Regions from separate parts of the Mus musculus genome. Here region 1 is linked to region 2. Evidence: chromatin contacts called from public Micro-C data. All regions are on one chromosome and are shown on one strand. The core of a region is the stretch at or near the end of the contact, and the rest is flanking DNA. Distances in the headings are between cores, read along the strand shown.

Evidence for each region. A called contact is a pair of places that touch in the nucleus more often than the background predicts.
Region 1: a Micro-C map of embryonic stem cells shows a contact between it and region 2, with 2.4 times the contacts expected there. The contact joins the promoter of Nphs2 here to the promoter of Lhx4 in region 2. A contact is called at or near these places in 3 of 39 promoter capture datasets (embryonic stem cells, liver and stem cell-derived epiblast-like cells), 2 of 484 Hi-C or Micro-C datasets (both in embryonic stem cells) and 2 of 115 datasets of contacts at active chromatin or transcription factors (both in embryonic stem cells).

Annotation. Positions count from the first base shown.
Region 1 is chr1:156,306,443-156,312,074 of GRCm38.p6, reverse strand. Nphs2 (nephrosis 2, podocin) reads right to left here and starts at 1,356. Exons shown (of 8, transcript NM_130456.4): 1 at 1,008-1,356. The coding sequence starts at 1,287.
Region 2 is chr1:155,738,469-155,743,784 of GRCm38.p6, reverse strand. Lhx4 (LIM homeobox protein 4) reads left to right here and starts at 1,758. Exons shown (of 6, transcript NM_010712.2): 1 at 1,758-1,983. The coding sequence starts at 1,908.

The sequences.
Region 1 (5,632 bases), core at 107-2,606, 570 kb before region 2:
TCAGTGTGTGCCTGCCACATAGAAAGGGCTACACAAGTGGGGCTCCCTCACTTGCCTACTTCCCTGCTGTGATCTGATACATCTCAACTTGCATTTCTATAGCATTGAACCCAATGGCCTCTCCTAAGGACCAGAGGGGTATCCGGCAAAAAGTAAGAGCTGCAGGATGCATTTAAACTGCAGATGTCCACAAATAATAGCTGTCTATGATCCAGCGTATATTGCATTGCTGGTAATTAGGAAATGTTAACTCTCCATGTAGCCACCAGACAGCAGCAGAATATGTTGTCCCTTACTTTCCTCAAACAGCTGCTAGCCTTTAATTTGGGCATAGTGACTTTCTTCTTACATTTGTTATGAAAAGGACTGGAGGTAGATACCCTTTTCCCCATAAGCATTATGGCACCCACAGAGGTAAAGGGGACACCTTCCTTCATATCCTCTACTGTGATACAAGAGTGTTCTTTTTTAGCTTGCAAGGATTTAGCTGAGACTGTGCAAAAGTGCGTTGGAAGGCTTATTTTATTCCCACATCTACCCTATGAAGTGGCTACGCTCAAATTTAAACTCAGGTCTGGCTCCTTGACTTGGCTCTGCTGCCTTTGAGGTTTTGTTGGGCTGGTCGGTGAAAGTCATTCCAAAGAAAGGTTAAAATAGTCTTAGGCTTAAGACTGATTGGCAAGGACGAGGGAAGAGGAGGCACAAGGTTGTTGCTTAGAGCCATCATATAAAGTGCTGTGTCCACAGGTCCATGACCATAATTGCATGTTGAACCCGGTCCTAAACAACTCTCTCTTCCAACTTCATTGGTGGCTTGGGACAAAGTATTAGCTGATGTTGCTATTTGTATTTCAGCTGATGCACTTTGATCTCCATCACTAAGTAACTGCGTAGCTCGTGCCTTCTCCTCCCCACCATGGTCCCACCACAAGCCTGGCAACTCACTGCACTTGTCTGACATCTCGCGCCTACCCTCCACACCTTCTCGTGGGATCTACCTTCCATACCTTCCTCTGGTCGCTCGCTCTCCAGCAGCGCCACCACTTCCGTGCCCTCCTCACCAGGGCCCCGAACCTCGTCCACGTCCACTACGGTGGCGGTGGCAGCGGGAGCTCGGGGCTCCCCTCGGGTCGCTGTCCGCCCGGTGCTCTGCCGCTCTGCTCCAGCATCCGGACGTGCGCGGCCTCTGCTGCCCCTCCCGGCCTTTGCCTTCTTGTCATCCCTAGAGGAGGACCTGCTACTTCTCCCGTGGGCCTCTCGGGAAGAGCTCCGCGCCCTGCTGTCCATTCTCAATGCAGCGGTGCAACCCCGGAGCCAGCTGCTGGCAGAGTCGCAGCCCCAGCTTTCTGAGCCGATGGGGAGCGACCCCAAGGCCCTAAGGACCTTGCTGTCTGGAGGGAGGTGCGGAGGGCGGGGCCTGAGGTGGCCATACCCACACCTAACCAAATTGCTGTTCCTTCTTGGGTCTGGATGGTGCCAACATACCTCTAAAATAGACAGGATGCAATGCTCTCAGAGGACCTGAATGGGAGATTCTTGGTGCCAGTGCACCCGCACCCGGTTGCTTTGAGAAAGACCACAGCAGGCTCTGCTTAGGTGGCTAACAGTGCTTGAGACAGAACACACTGCACTAGGGGGTCTGCTTTCTGTGTTTAGAAAGGTTCACTTTCTTTCCCAGGTCCTGTTTCCATGCTTTCTTAAAAGCTGGAGTTCAGGGTTTTCAAAATTCATCTGCCACACTGCTTCCAAGTTGCAAACCCAGGGGCTGCCTCCCCCTTCTCTGGGGGAACTTGACGTGTCCTTGGGGTTCTCTTGTATTCCACTGTTTCTGTTTGAAACAGAAGTGTGTCTAGATAACTTTTAAAGCAAAGTTCACAATTTTACTCCAACAGTTGGAGTCCAAGGGGATAGGTTCATTTACTCTTTAGTTTCGATATTGATTTCACACATGCCATCTTTCCTCTCAAAAGCTGTATTTAGAAAACTTTAGTGATGAGAGCCTGAACTAAATCGATCTTGAGAACTAGTTTTCTCTCATGTGTTCTAGATAGCCAAGGGAATACAATAACAATTTAGTAGTCAAGTAACTTGAAAATACAATTCTGACCCTGTTTTAATCTTCTAAAAAAATCTTTTATATATGGGTGTTTTGACTGCATATATGTTTGTGTACCTTGTGCATACCTGGTGCCTATAGAGGCCATGGGACATCAGATCCCCTGGAACCAAAGTTACAGACCGCTATGTGGATGCTGGGAATCAAACTTGGGTCCCCTGGAACAGCAACTGTGCTCTTAACTGCTGAGACATCTATCCGGCTCTTGACACTGAGGGGGCAAACATTTAAGAAGTCTGGTTCAGTTACTACTTCCCATCTAGGACAGCACACTGAGAAAAGTTCTGGGGCTGCCTTTTGGCTCACAGAGAGACAAGAACTATGATTTTTCTTCTCCATATCTAAAGCAACATAAGCACCTGCTTACAAGTTGGTTGGGGTTACGGATAATGAAAGGCATCTGAAAGAAAAGCATGAAGGTCCACGATAAAATGTCCAGCTCAGCGTTCCGGGAGGCGGAGGAGCTGTACAGTCAGCAGGGAGCTGGCAGCGTCCTCTGTGACTGCAGTGGTGATGTTTTCCTTCAGATGCCTTTTTAATTGAAAAAGCTGCTCAGACCTTTGCTGAGACGATCCTATACACGCATAAGCTTTTAATATCTCCTTGTTTGGATTTGTTGAGACTGACGTCTGTAAGAATAGGGCAATTCGGAGGAGGAACTCACTGTCGACTTGTGTGCAAGATGAAAGCGCCAGGGAGATTTGAAGGTGCTGTATTCCTTCCCGTTTAGTGCCTGCAAATAGGATATCCGTATAAAAGGAGGAGTCGACATATAACTATACGGATTACTCCATTCATGGAACATCGTTTATTGGTATTAGATCAAAGTTCAAATGTTACCATTTGGGACCTGGCAGCTACAAAGTTGTGCTAAGCAGAGTCCAGGGAAGTGAGGCTGATGAAAGTCGATCCAAGGCTTTGGAATGGGATGGTGTGGATTTAGAAAATATTTCAGAGGAAAGAAAGGTGATTTTCTGGATCTACCTTAAGCACCTACTTACAACAACTTGGTTCTATTGTGAATGACAGCAGCAGCCTGGCAATCTCTTGATATTATGGAACTTGATAAAGGTTTGAGAGACTTAGTGAGCTGAGCAGTTGGCCTCAATTGCAGCTTCTCTGAGAGACCCACCTTCCAGAAGAGGGTTTGTTAAATCACTCTTGGAGCCGACTTCCTCTTTTTTGATTCAGTGCAGTTGGGTAGAGTCTGAGAGTCTGTTTTATTTATTTATTTTTTGAGTCAGAATTTCTCTGTGTAGCCTTGTCCTGTCCTGGAACTCACTTAGACCAGGCTGGACTTGAACTCAGAGATCTGCCTGCCTTTGCCTCCCAACTGCTGGGATGAAAGTTGTGTACTACCACTGCCTGGCTGAGACTCTGTTTTTAATTTGTTCCTGGGTGAGCAAGAAGCAGAATGCCTTCTATTTAGTGGTGAATGGTGGAGGAAATGGTAGAAAACCAAGTCTGGAGTGTGCTGTTTATTCCGAGACTGGGCAGTAAAGGAGAAGCAAGAAAGGGATACAGGCCAAGGGAAGAGGGTTTGTTTTATTTTCTTTGTTTTCTTTCCTGCTTGGCTTGCTATCCCTTTCTATGCAAGATAAAATTAATCAGAACATACTCTTTATTTTATTAGATATTTTATTTACATTTCAAATGCTATCCTGGAAGTTCCCTATACCCTCCCCCAACCCTCCTCCCCTCCCCACCCACTCCCACTTCTTGGCCCTGACATTCCCCTGCACTGGGGCATATAAAGTTTGCAAGACCTAGGGGCCTCTCTTCCCAATGATGGCCTACTAGGCCATCTTCTGCTACATATGCAGCTAGAGACATGAGCTCAGGGGGTACTGGTTAGTTCATATTGTTGTTCCACCTATAGGGTTGCAGACCCCTTCAGCTCCTTGGATACTTTCTCTAGCTCCTCCATTGAGGGCCCTGTGTTCCATCCGATAGATGACTGTGAGCAACCACTTCTGTATTTGCCAGCTACTAGCATAGCCTCACACGAGACAGCTATATCAGGGGCCCTTCAGCAAAATCTTGCTGGCATATGCCAGGCTGGCCTTGAACTCGTGATCCTCCTGCCTCTGCCTCCTTCAGCAAATCCTACCAGCGTGCGCCACCACTACCAGCCAGAACATACTCTTATGTTATAGAATCTATAAAGAGATGGAAACACAGAAGTAATAACTGAAGAGTAATCTGCTCATGGTCTTACAGGTGCTATGGGCCTGGGAAACAGACCCCTTATTCCAACACACATACACACAGAGACCTGAAGGAAAGATGTGGAGAAGCTAGTACAGAGACCTGGGCTGGAGCTGAGGTTTATATATAAAAAAATTTAATGGGGGCTGAAGCAAAGTTGTCTTCTAGTGGTGGGGTAATAGTGGGTTAACATATCTAAGATGGATGTCAAAGTCTTGGGGTAACTGTCAACAACACTTGAACCTTGATACTAAATGGCCAAAACTGGGAATTAATGTTCAAAACCTTGGAAAGTAGGAATAATGTTTATTGAGTCTATCCAACCTTACCTTTACTATGCTCTGCAACATGTTCTCTGAGGCTATTATAGCTCTGTGGGGAACAAACAAAAGAAACTTATTCTAAGCACTACCATTTTCTTTTTAGACTCCATGTAATCATAAGGAGAAACTAAATTCAAAGTCCCAGGCCCAAGGGGAGTCGGGGACTCCCCGATAGTTGAACAGCTTTATTATAAGGAAAGAGTTCAGAGACCTCAGGGATTACTTGTAAGGGAACTCTTGTCTGAATCCAGACATATCAAAGACAACTTCTCCAGCTTGCTGGCAGGGTCAAACTAATTGCATGTTCCCAGGCCTAGGGACCAGGTCCCATTCTGATTGATGAAAACTCTCTTGCTCAGCCCCTTATGTCAAAATATGATTGGACAGTGCTACAGCTCCCCCTGCTCCTCCTTGTTTCGTGGTTTTAGCCTTTAACTATCCTATGCAGCGTTTCTTCAGGGTCCTGGTTCAACTCCAGAGTCTGTTCTTCGGCCCTGATCAATCCATATCAGCTTGATTACAATACATCTTTGTCGTCCGCAGTGACCTGGTATTTGAGTTACGTTGGGTTTAAGTGGACCCCACAACAGCTCAGAGTCCTGGGCTTGCCTAGCATGCACAAAGGCCCTGGGCTCATCCCCAACACTGTCAGAAAGTTCCAGAAACTCTTACTGTCCTTCCTCCTAAGGCAAGAATGTGTGTAGGAGCAGCTGCAATTGGGATTCACTCCTAGATTGCAAGCAGGTTGGTGCTGTGAAGAGACCAGGTGGAGGCTGTTAATTACCAGACAACAAATAGACCACAGGCCATCATAACAGACAGGGAAAACAAGTGGTGTCCTGACTGACCCACAAGGTTCTCTGGTGAAATGTGGGGCCCGAGGAATGAACTCCACAAACGACCCACTTAGGCTTTTGAGTAGTAGCAACAAAAACAAACCAGCAAAGCACAGGCCTTGTGTTCTGAGAATAGAGACTTCTGTCCT
Region 2 (5,316 bases), core at 509-3,008:
TCCTCCCAGGTTGTAGGAACAAACCAATAAACAAACGGTTGGGGCTACACTGGTTTGTTTGGTTGGTTTTTTTCTTGTGTGTTTGGTTGCTAATGAAATTAGCATTTCCACCGTATTTTCTCAATTTGTGTAGACAGCTCAGTAAACAGCAAGACAGGACCCTCGTTAGTGCTAGGACCCATAGAAATTGCTGTGACCTCATTGGACACAGATCCTAAGTAGCACACACAGCCACCCCTCTTACTGTCCATCCTCCTCCATCACCAACCCTAAAACACCAGGAGTAAAAACAAAAACAAAACTTCTCAGCGCAGGGTCCCATTTGGTTGTAAAGACCCATCTGACTTGAAGTCGGCAATTAAATTAGGAATGGTAGTGTCCGAGGTGGCTGTGGCTGGGCCCAGGGCTGACCCGGTAGGTTTCTAGAGCCGGTGGTCAGGAGGCGTCGAGTGTTTGAAAAAGTGCTAGCGACTTCGTCCCAGCATTGATCTTTGCTTTATTGCCTCCAGGAATGAGAATGGGAAGAATGAGTTTTCTACGCGCGCGTTTGTGTCTGTGTGTGAGTCTCTGTGTGTGTGTTAAACACAACAGCAATGCACGCCCTTTGCTGGTCAGCCCCGGGGGCCCGGTGCACGCCTCCGCCCAGTACACACGCGGCCAGGGATCGTTCAAAGTGCCCGCAGTGGCAGCCGGTTCGGCCGAGCAGTCTCCAGGAGCCAGAGAGGGCGGATCTGGGTGGACGCCGGCTGGAGACCCAGTTGGGAGGGCGGGCGGCTGGGAGGCGTGGGACTAGGACTGGACCTCGGGTGGTGAGAGTGCCGACTGTGGCGGAAGGCCGAGGCGAGTGTGGGCGCGCACGAAGACCCGCGCCCGGCCACCTTCGTGCGCGGCCCAGGCCGCCTGCCTCCATCCGGCTCCGTGGCGGCCCACTGCGTGACTCGCGCGTTCCCGGCCGAGTACGAGCTGTCCCTGGCCCTGCCTCAGCCAGACGCGGGGGAGAGAGAGTAGGGTCTGGTTAGTACCGGCCGGAAAGGAACTGGCCAGGAAAAAAAAAAAAAAAACAAGTGGAGGATGGATGGAATCATCCAGTTACAGAACACGCTCCGTGGGCTGGAGAAGCTCTGAACTCGGAGCGCCAACCCAGGGTCCGCTGGGTCCTGGCCCACCGCGCCCCCTCCTTGATCCTAGAGGACCGATGCTGGGGGCGAGCGGGGAATCCCCAAAGCTGGCAGAAACCAGCTCTGCGTGGTCCCTGCGCTCCGGGACCACCTGCTGCCGCGGCCCAGCCCGCCGCAGTATTTATACCGGGGCGCGAGCCCGCACGGCAGGGTGGGGGAGGGGCTGCAGGCCCCGCCCCCTATCAGGCGGCCCCGCCCTCCCGCACCTCCGACCAGATTCGGGGCTACCGAACCCCCCCTACTTCTCGCCCCCTACTCTGGCTAGCCGGGGGTCTGCAGCGGGCTGCCCGGTTGGCAGCACTAGCTGGAGGGCGGGCTTCCCTGCGGAAAGCGACGTCACGGCCGCTCCTGCAGTGTGAATGAATCAAAATGCCTGGGTGACCGCGGCCTCCAGGGCAGCCGGCACGCGAAGGGTGGAGGGGGAGGGGGAGAGGAGGGCGGGGAAGGGAAGGGGGGGAGCCAGAGCTGCAGCAACAGTGTCTCCTCAACCCGGGATGTGCACCAGCCCGGGAGAGCGAGATCAAAGGGATTTGAAACAGCCTGAGGACTGGCGGGGGAGGGGGCCAGCCAGCTTGTGGAGTCCTCCCGGAGACGCGGAGGGCTCGGTTTCCTCTGTGACTTCAGCGGCCTGGTTGGTTTTATTATTATTATTTTCAAATTTCCGAATCCAGCCAGAGGGAGAGAGCGAGAGATCTCGGTAGACTGCGACTTGCTGCCTCTGGCTCCAAGATGATGCAGAGCGCGGCTGTCCCCGCGGAGGGGGCTGTCAAGGGGCTCCCGGAGATGCTCGGTGTGCCGATGCAACGTAAGACACCCTCCTTTCTCGCTAATTTAATTTGATAACAAGACAGCTAACAGCCTCAGCGGGTGCGGGGAGGCCGGACGCGCCGTTCAAGGCACTGACCGGGAGGGGTCGGGGTGCAGAGGCGGTCACAGAGCTGGGGTACTACCAGTCAGTGTTTGAAGGGCTTGACTCTTGGCAATTTGGGATCGAATTCGAAAGATTCCGGGATACTGTTCGTGGAGGGCCCAAGGGTATAGAAAGTAGCATCTTTGGGCCGTCGCTTTTATGAGAACCCTAGGGAGGATGCTGTTTGGGGACAACAGAGGTTTCCAGCTACAGGCCAGGCCCGAGGGCAAAAGTGGTCCCCCAATTGATTACCTTTCGCGGCAATGGCCAAAGCTCGCAGAACCGCTGGTACAACTTTACCCCAGCTGGCGGGAAGTTGGAGAGCGCGTCCCGGGTCGCAGGGCTGTACAGAAGCCCCCTGTCACACTCTTGGTTTCGGCAGTTCGAGCACTTGATTGAGTCCCCAGTCACTGCTGCCCGGGGCACCCGCCGCCTGTGTTGCCGCCAGCAGACTGCTCCGGGTGAGCGAATGCACTCGCCACATTCCAGCTAGCCGAGGAATGCAGCGGCGAGAAGCTCTGGAACGAAGTTGTGCGTGCAGCCTTTGCTTAGGCGAGGGTAGGCAATCTTAGTGGCGCGGGGCTGGAAGAGGGAGAGAGACTCAGACGTGTGGGCACTTTGCTAGCTCTCTCAATTTCTTCCAGAGCCTGCAATTAGTTACGGCAGGTCTCTCACCCCAGGTTTCTGGTTTGTACGGATGTGCACACACGGCAGAGATTTTCCGGGTGGGAATCTGTCTGTGTTTCCGACTCCTGAACAGATAGAAGCAATCTGTGCAGAGACCCGAACAGGTTCTCAGGCTTAGCGCGCGCTTGCGGGCTCCTGGTTAAGTCTGGGTTTACAAACGGCTGCACTGGGCTAGGTGCCCCTGGGTACCCTAGAGAGATGAAGGGTTCCCTCGATGGGCTTGCCAAGAGACTACACTTCCGCTTACGACTGCTTTAGTGATGCGGTAGGAGTTTATTGTAAGTAAGAGCAGGCTCACCCAGGGATGGAGACTACCTACGATCCCCGGCGCAGCAGCGCGCCCTCCTGCGCCCTGCCTCTCCATCGCAGGGGTTCTGTAACACAAATCTCAGGGCGGGCTGTCCAGCCAATGTCTTGAGATTTATTGTAAAGTTTTTGAGAGAAAAATGGAAGAGATAGCTTCATTTGAGCCTGTTTTAGATTGTTCCTCCGCTGTAGCCTACAGTTCTTGTGTCGCCTGTTGGCGAACAGTTGCAAAGTTCGCTGCGCCTTGGAGAATTGACTGTCAGCGTATTCTGTAAGCAGTGTTGGTAATTGCTTCCAACAGCTTGTTGATTCTCATCTCCTAAACAAACAGAAAAGCAAACCCTTTCTAAGGTACCCACGTTCTTAAACTACTTGTAGCTATGCTGCACTCATAAGGGCGGTCTGTGAATGGATAAAGGATGTGGGGGTCTGACTCAATCCTCCTTAAGTACCTGTATTCTAATGACTTCCTCCACAGATGTCCTGTCCGGATTCTGGACTCTCCTCTGACGGTACTTTTTTTTTTTTTTTGTCATATACAAAATTCACATTGTCTTGATTTTTGTGTCTTTTGCTCAGGGATACTGAATGTCAGGAACTCGCTTTGCTAAAAAGACATGGAAATCATTTTAGCTTCATACATGTCTCCAAAGGCTGAGTCTGGACCCATACTGCAGAAAACTTAAGGAGGCGAAGAAAACTCTGGGCAGAGAGGGAGAAAAGGAGTGAGGGAGGGTTTGAGGGAGGGAGGGAAAGAGAGAGCCCACTTACTCGAGTGGTTCCCAAGGGCAAAGCCAACCAAGAAAGGGCATCAGCCTTTCCTTTTGTCTTTCTTGGGTTCTGTGGAAGAAAGAGGAGGTAGGTTGGAGGAGGCACCAGTCAAGACCGAAGGGTCCAATCCTGGAAGAGTTCACGAGTCTTTCTCCTTCCCCTCACAAGCATATCTACCCACCAGCTTTACCCTGTGACTGGGGGACAAGTTTGGAATGGTTCCTTCTCTCAATTTACATTAATCTCCTCTTTCCTGATGGTAGGGAGGGCTTAATTATCTAAGAACCATGCAGGAAGAGTATGGGGTCCACACTTGGGCATGGAGGAGAAATAGGGGTAACCCTAAGGCTGTGATCTCTCTCAGCCCCTAGAAAAGATATAGCACAGAGAGACTCTTTCAAGGGAGATGAACTCTCCAGTGGGCCAAGCAAGTTTGGGTTAACCCCTTTCTCACAGATGCTCTCTGTATTTCCATCTCTCAGAACCACCTTGAAGAGTACTTGACAGTAGTATATGGATCCCTAACCTAGGCACCCCTGATGCCCTAGATTGTAGGGACTTTTAAAAAAGGATTTTAAATCCAAGGGGTTTGGGGAAGGAGGGGAGAAATGAAAAAAAACACCCTGCCTGTTTGGGGACTGGTAAAAAACACAATCCTCGGGGAACTGTCTCCACTGGTGTAACTTTGCTCCCTCCAGTATCTGCCCACAACACTATAGCTCTTATGTGCTGCTAGGCCACAGGCTGGTCCTGAGGTTGGATTCTCTTTGCGCAGTGGCAACCTTTATGCTTCACCCCTCAGAGGTCCCTGCCTGGCTTCACAGCTCAAATGGCCTCGAGCAGGACGCAGACAGCGGTCTTCTCTGATAAACTCCACTTCTTCAGGCAAGGCAACCTGGGGTGGAGAAGAAGGATCCCCTTGCTTAGGTCTCCCATTCGTCCCCTGTTCTCCCTTCTGGCCAGTGTTTTCTAAGGAACTTCAAACCACCGCTTCTTAAGGCAGGTGGCCCTCGTGTTCCTTTGATGACACACACGAGGTTCATTTTGGGAGAGCTCGATGTAGGTGTCTTTCTGGGGGCGGTATGGATGGGTTGGGGACTGCAGGTGAGTGAATCCTCCCAGCACCTGCCCCTCAGTCCCCACTGCCGCCGAGCATCTGGATACCGCCGGCCTGGCCCCTCTCCCTCACTAAAAGACATTTAGAAAAGTCAGATGAATAGGAAGGTGGGAGCATTGTCTACCCTTTGCCCTGTGTTTGAAGCCATCTTCACTGGTATTCCTTAGCATCAAGGGGAAGGGCGGTGAAAACTGGGGAAGGGGGATTGCTGGCTGGCAAGTGGGGGTAAACAGAGGCGGGAGAAGGAAAGGACCAGCGGTCCGGAGTGGTAAAATCGTGAGCGGGCGTTGTTTTTTTTTTTTTTTTGCGAGTCCCGAATACTGTCCTCCAAGCAGGGGTTACAATCC